Linked DNA regions of Sus scrofa: region 1 is linked to region 2. A link is a contact called in public HiChIP or PLAC-seq data. All regions are on one chromosome and are shown on one strand. Each heading gives the region's core, a stretch centred on a gene start, on an enhancer-like site or on the middle of the called end of the contact. The rest is flanking DNA. Distances are from core to core; before and after follow the strand shown. Region 1 overlaps NUBPL (iron-sulfur protein NUBPL). Region 2 overlaps AKAP6 (A-kinase anchor protein 6).

The links. HiChIP or PLAC-seq counts read pairs in DNA pulled down with a chosen protein or histone mark.
Region 1: a contact with region 2 is called in an H3K27ac HiChIP or PLAC-seq map of alveolar macrophages. The contact joins two enhancer-like sites.

Annotation. Positions count from the first base shown.
Region 1 is chr7:67,948,367-67,951,401 of Sscrofa11.1, forward strand. All of the region lies in intron 4 of NUBPL (iron-sulfur protein NUBPL), which reads right to left. Among named protein-coding and RNA genes, the nearest start is that of NUBPL, 79 kb to the right of the region's middle. Within about 2 kb of position 1,370, at least 6 of the 83 cell types and tissues checked have an H3K27ac peak or open chromatin away from gene starts, as enhancers often do. A contact at or near this core is called in alveolar macrophages, where this site is marked.
Region 2 is chr7:67,429,028-67,431,977 of Sscrofa11.1, forward strand. The region is part of intron 1 of AKAP6 (A-kinase anchor protein 6); the gene reads right to left. Among named protein-coding and RNA genes, the nearest start is that of AKAP6, 32 kb to the right of the region's middle. Within about 2 kb of position 1,669, at least 33 of the 83 cell types and tissues checked have an H3K27ac peak or open chromatin away from gene starts, as enhancers often do. A contact at or near this core is called in alveolar macrophages, where this site is marked.

The sequences.
Region 1 (3,035 bases), core at 120-2,619, 520 kb after region 2:
ATGGCACAGGCTGTCAGCTGCAGCTCCAATTTGACCCCTGGCCCAGGGAGGGAGGAAAAAAGAGGAAGAAAGATAGTAAAAGAAAAAAACAATTAGAGAAAGAAAGAAAGAGAAAAGGAAGGAAGGAAGGGATGGAGGGAGAGAGAAAGAAAGAGGGATGGAGGGAGGGAGAGAAATAAAGAAAAAAAACAAACAATAGACAAACTGGAGTTCAATGAAAATTTCTGAATGTCATGCATCAAGAGACAGTATCAACAGAGTAAAAAGGCAACCCACAGGCTGGGAAAAATATTTGTAAATCATTTTTCTCATAGAGATTAAAACCCAGAATACGTAGAGAACTCTTAAAACTCAACAACAATGCTGAAAAACGGACAAAGGAAGTGAATAGACATTTCTCCAAAGAAAGAATCTAGTGGCCAATAAGCACATAAAAAAATATTCAACATCACTGATCATCAGGGAAATGTGAATCAAAATTACAATGAGAGATGACCTTACTCTATTAGGATGGCTGCCATCAAAACAAACAAACAAAAAGAGAAAACTGTAAGAGTTGGTGAGAATATAGACAAATGGGAGCTCTTGTGCACTGTTCATTAGAATGTAAAATGGAAATGCTATGGAAAATAATACATGTTACTCAAAAAATTAAAAACAGAATTACCATATGATCCAGCAAGTCCACTTTCTGGTACATACCCAAAAAGGAGTGAAAGTAGGGTCTCAGTGTCTTGAAGAGTATCTGTACACTCATGTTCATAGCAGCATTATTCACAATAGCTAAAATGTGGAGGCAACCCAAGTGTCCATTAACAAATGAATGGATAAGCTAAATGTGGTATAGATATGGGATGAAATATTCAGCCATAAAATGGAAAATTCTGACATATGCTAAAAGATGGAGGAACTATGAGATCATTATGCTAAGTAAAGTAAATCAGCCACAAAAAGAGAAATACTGTATGATTTCCCTTAAGTGAGACATTCAAAGTAGTCAAAATCATGGAGACAGGAAGTAGAATGGTGGCTACCAGAGGCAGGGGAAAGTGCAATGGTGTTTAATGGGTAGAGAGTTTCAGTTTTGTTTTGTTTTGTTCTTCCTTTTTTTAGGGCCACACCCATGGCATATGGAAGATCCCAGGTTAGGGGTCAAATCAGAGCTGTAGCCTCTGGCCTACACCACAGTGACAGCAACACGGGATCTGAGCCACATCTGTGACCTACACCACAGCTCACGGCAACGCCAGATTGCCCATCTACTGATCAAGGCCAAGGATTGAACCCCCGATCCTCATGGATACTTACTCAGATTCGTTTCCACTGCGCCAAAATAGGAACTCCCGAGAGTTTCAGTTTTACAAGATGAAATAAACTATGCAGACAGATGGTGGTAATAGTTGCACAATATTATGAATGTATTTAACACCATTGAACTGTACACTTTAAAAATGGTTAAGAGGGTAAATTTTATGTTATGCTTTACCACAAAAAAAAAGAAAAAAAAAAAAAACCTCTACTTTGTGATCTAAGAAATTACATTAATCGCGAGAGAAAAACAATGTACTGCTTATGCTCAATACAAAACAAATACACTTCATATTACAAGAGGTTACTATAAAATAAATTTATTTTATCAAACTGTCTGTGCAGCCACATTCCCTAGTCATTCTTTACCCTATCCTACTTCTTCACTGTAACAAAGTACACTAGAAGACCTCTTATCCTATGCAATTAGACCAGTATTGTGCTAAAGTTTAAGACAAAGTCATAAAAATCTAATAGGATTACTTATTCAGATTTTATCATATGTTCTTTAGGTTCTTTCTTTTCTTTAAAGAGATTGAAATTGAAAGCTGTTGGAGTTCCTGTTGTGGTGCAGTGGAAACGAAACCGACTAAGAACCATGAGGTTGCAGGTTCAATCCCTGGCCTCGCTCAGTTGGTCAAGGATCTGGCGTTGCTATGAGTCGTGGTGTAGGTCGCAGACACGGACTGGATCTGGCATTGCTGTGGCTGTGGTGTAGGCCAGCAGCTGTGGTTCCAATTAGACCCCTAGCCTGGAAATCTCCATGTGCTGTGGATGCAGCCCTAAAACAAAAAAATAAATAAATAAAAATAAAAATAAGCTGTGCATAAAATATATGGGTTTATAAAAGAAATACATCGCTGAATGCTATTCACTGGATCCCTACACAAAGAAGAAGCTATAACTTTTCCTTAAAAGATCAGTGAATAAGTATACATTTTTATGTTCCGAGGTAAAATAAAATGTTTAGGAACATTTATTCCTATTATTTATTCCTATTTTTAGTCAAATTTCTAATGCACAAGAATTTTTGTCCTTATTCTTACCTTTTATATTAATAAAATGGGAGTTGGGAAGATTAAATAAACTATGAAGATTACACAGCTAATTTATAGCAAAAAAAAATCTACACTTTTTTTTATGGTTTCCCTCTTTTTTCTTTTTCTGGTCTTTTAAGGGCCACACCTGTCGCATATGGACGTTGCCAAACTAGGGATCAAATGAGAACTGTAGTTGCCGGCCTATGCCAGAGCCACAGCAACGCAGAATCCAGCTGCACCTGTAACCTATGCCACACCTTTCGGCAATGTTGGAGCCTTAACCCACTAAGTGGGGCCAGGGATTGAACCTGAGTCCTCATGAATACTAGCCAGGTTCTCTACCACTGAGCCACAACGGGAATTACCCCTCTTTAATTTCTGATTGAACTAACAAACTCAATCTCCTCCAGAGCTAATTTGGTAACAATATTCTTTTCCACATAACTTTGTCAATCCTTTCCAAAGCATCCAAGTTAAATTTTCAGAGTAATAACTTTGCTCTATTGTGCTCTGCACTGTTTCCTCCTTTCTATTTTCTTCAATACCATACTCATGCTCATTAAAAAGTCAGGCCATACTATAAAATTATTACTAAACATCAATAATCCCCCTACCCACTCCCATTTCTTACTCCCCAGAGCCAACAACTCTTTAGAGACCTTTTAATGTCTTATGTTGAATTAATCT
Region 2 (2,950 bases), core at 419-2,918:
AAAAGCAAAATCATGTTTCAAGCTGAAAAAGTATTTCCTAAAATAAATTCTAATTGAATATTTCAGGCACAATAGTAACTAAGTAGGTCACTTGCTCTCCAGGATTCAAAGAATATTGGCTGTGGTACTCCATTTCCATCCTGAACAGGAGAGTTAAAGAGAAACACTCGACACAACCAGAAAATCCTTACCACAAAGCTCTTTATAGCAACAAGCTGCAGCTCAGGGATAGGATCTACAACCATGAGTTTGTACCATGAGTTTTGTAGGTAATTTTCAAAACTCCTTTGAACTCTCAAAAGTACCGGTAATTGAGCGTCCAAAAAAAGTCTGCAACAATCGTATCTGTTCTACCACCCTGCCTTCTTTAGAAATTGGACCCAGGAATATATGCTCTAGAAACATTTTTTAAATAGCCCAGACTTGACTGCCAAATCATGCTCCTTCTCCAGGCTCTCCTCCTTTGTTTTCAGAGTCTAATCTGGTTCTGCCCTCCTCCCCAAACAAGTATCCAGGTTCCTGGGGATGCTCCGTGCCCTGTTCTTTCCTGAATGCTATTTGCCATGCAAAACAGAACGGTAGAGCTAGAAAGGATCTGACAGAGGAACTAATATAGCTGCTTCCGCTGATGAGGAAACCCTGGCTTTACCTCAGGTCACAACTTGCCGGTGCCAGAGTTATCCCCATTCCTCCAGGTCTTATCAGGTTGTTCATTTCACCAGACAGTAAGTGTGGGGCCAAAGTATCTGACTTCATTATTACTCCTCTCAGAAAACAGATCTTTGTTGAACCAGGGGTGTTGGTTTGGAAATTTCAGGAAAGACCAGTTGGAGCAAACACAATTTTGAGCAGTGGGTACTTTCCATGTCCTCAAATCATATTCTTCCTGTAAACAAACCACACTTTAAAAATATGGAGGACTGAGCTATGGTCCCTCTTGGCAACTGTAAAGAATACAAGCTCCATGAGGGCAGGGACTCTATTTATACCTAGTGTTATTTCACACCCAGTACGTAGAACAGAAGCTGTCACTGAATAGCAGCTCAACAATAAACACTTGCTAGATGAACAAAAGGAAGGAAGGATGTATCTCTCTTCCATTCCCTCTATAGTCCATCTCTAACCCAATTTTGTTCCCTGTTACACTTAAGTCTAGTTCCTTTAATCAAAACTCTGTTGTCAGATAAGACTTATCAGTCGTTTATATTTTAGTAGCCTTTAATCTGCTTCCTGGCGTGTTTGGAATTTCAGTTTTCTAAAAAAAGCTTTTGCCCATTTGCAGGCCCTATCCATCCCCCTCTCCATGCACATGGCCAAGCTTTGAATTCTCTGAAAGTAAAGCAAATTGTTCACAGGAACATCTCCCTTCCCCAGTGACCTCTGGTTTCCCTCCTGTGGCTCTCCTGAGCTTTCACATCTTTGTAAAATCATCTACAATCCTATCTTCCTGCCACCTCTATCTTCCTTTCTCAGCTGTCAAAACTGAGATGGCATGCTGCTTTTGCGTATTCAGACTCAGCTGTACTGCCCAATTAAGGCCCAGCATCTTGCTTCCCACACCTCACTCAGCAAAGCCAAAGGACCTCACCGTATTGAGTTAACCAGAAGCCCATCCTAACCTTCTTGCTCACTAGGGGGTGCTGTTGCTATATCCAGACCTAAGGAATTTGGTGCAGTGGAGGAAAAGGAAGTGACAGAGCTCTCTGGGTCTTGGGAGACGTTTCTAGCTGGGCCTCTCTGCACAACCCCGCAACATAGTTTCTCAGAATCAAAGCCCATTACACCTCATCAAGCCATACAGTTCACATGGTACAATAAAATGGGAGGGCGGAAGGTCTCCAAACTAAAGGTTTTACTCTAAGATTCATTTAGGTACACAGGTTCACGCAACAGTATTTATGATGACTACTGGATGTGAATAACTAATTCTCACTCACCACTGGAGAAGAAAGTACTGTTTAGACAACCACACAGCAAACACTGTCAGGCAGAATTAAATGTATCAAAGGCAACCAGAACAGCCAGGAAACACTTGAGTTTTTCCCTGCTTTTCACAATCATCTTTCCTGGTATGTGATGTCTTAGACTTTGGGAATGAAAGCTTCATACACAAACAAATGAATATCAGCCTCTCTCAGCCCCCAGCCTGGCTATTGCACAAAGCTTGCAGGCTGCCAGAAAAGCCTCCCTGGCCTCAGTTAACTCTTTGCTTGAATAACTGGTGGACCTGCACTGCAGGAAAAGCTCTCTCATGCAGCAGAGCTTTTCAAATTTCTTAACAAGTCATCATACAAAGAATTTTTTTGGTTGGGTTTGTGGGTATTTTAGGATAAATTGAGGGAAAAAAATGTGTATCTTTTTAAAGTTCTCTGAATGAGACTCTCACCTAACAGTATGAACATTAAACATTCCCACACAGCGAAGAATGGATCTGCACCAAGGGAAATAACTCTGGTATTAATCCAAGATGAAACAATCCCGCTCCCCCTCCCCCGCCCCCACCCGCTCTGGCTAGGGTTTCACACCCTTTGTTGCACTGATTTGGGCACTCCGCACTAATGCTAATGAGCAACCACTCACTAATGCTAATGCCTAGAGCGCTCTTTGGCTCCAAAAGCAACCCAGCCAAGCTAGAAACTTGAATTCCAAAGTGGTTCAAGAGGGACTCAGCCAGACAGAGGTGCCACTTTAGGGCAAGTCCTACACAGAATAGTTTCCTTTTGTTCCATCCCTAAAAAAGGACACAATCCCAACTACAAGTGCATCAAACTTTCAGATGAAATGCAAGGAATTTCTAGTCCCAGGATTTTTGCAATAACTAGCTCGACGTTTCCACATAAAGCTCTAAAGACAAGGATAAATATACCATACTTAACAGAGTGTTGAGAAAACTTCTAAGTTAGTGTCCCTTAACCTAATTTCAGCCCTCACATACCCAAAAGAACCACTG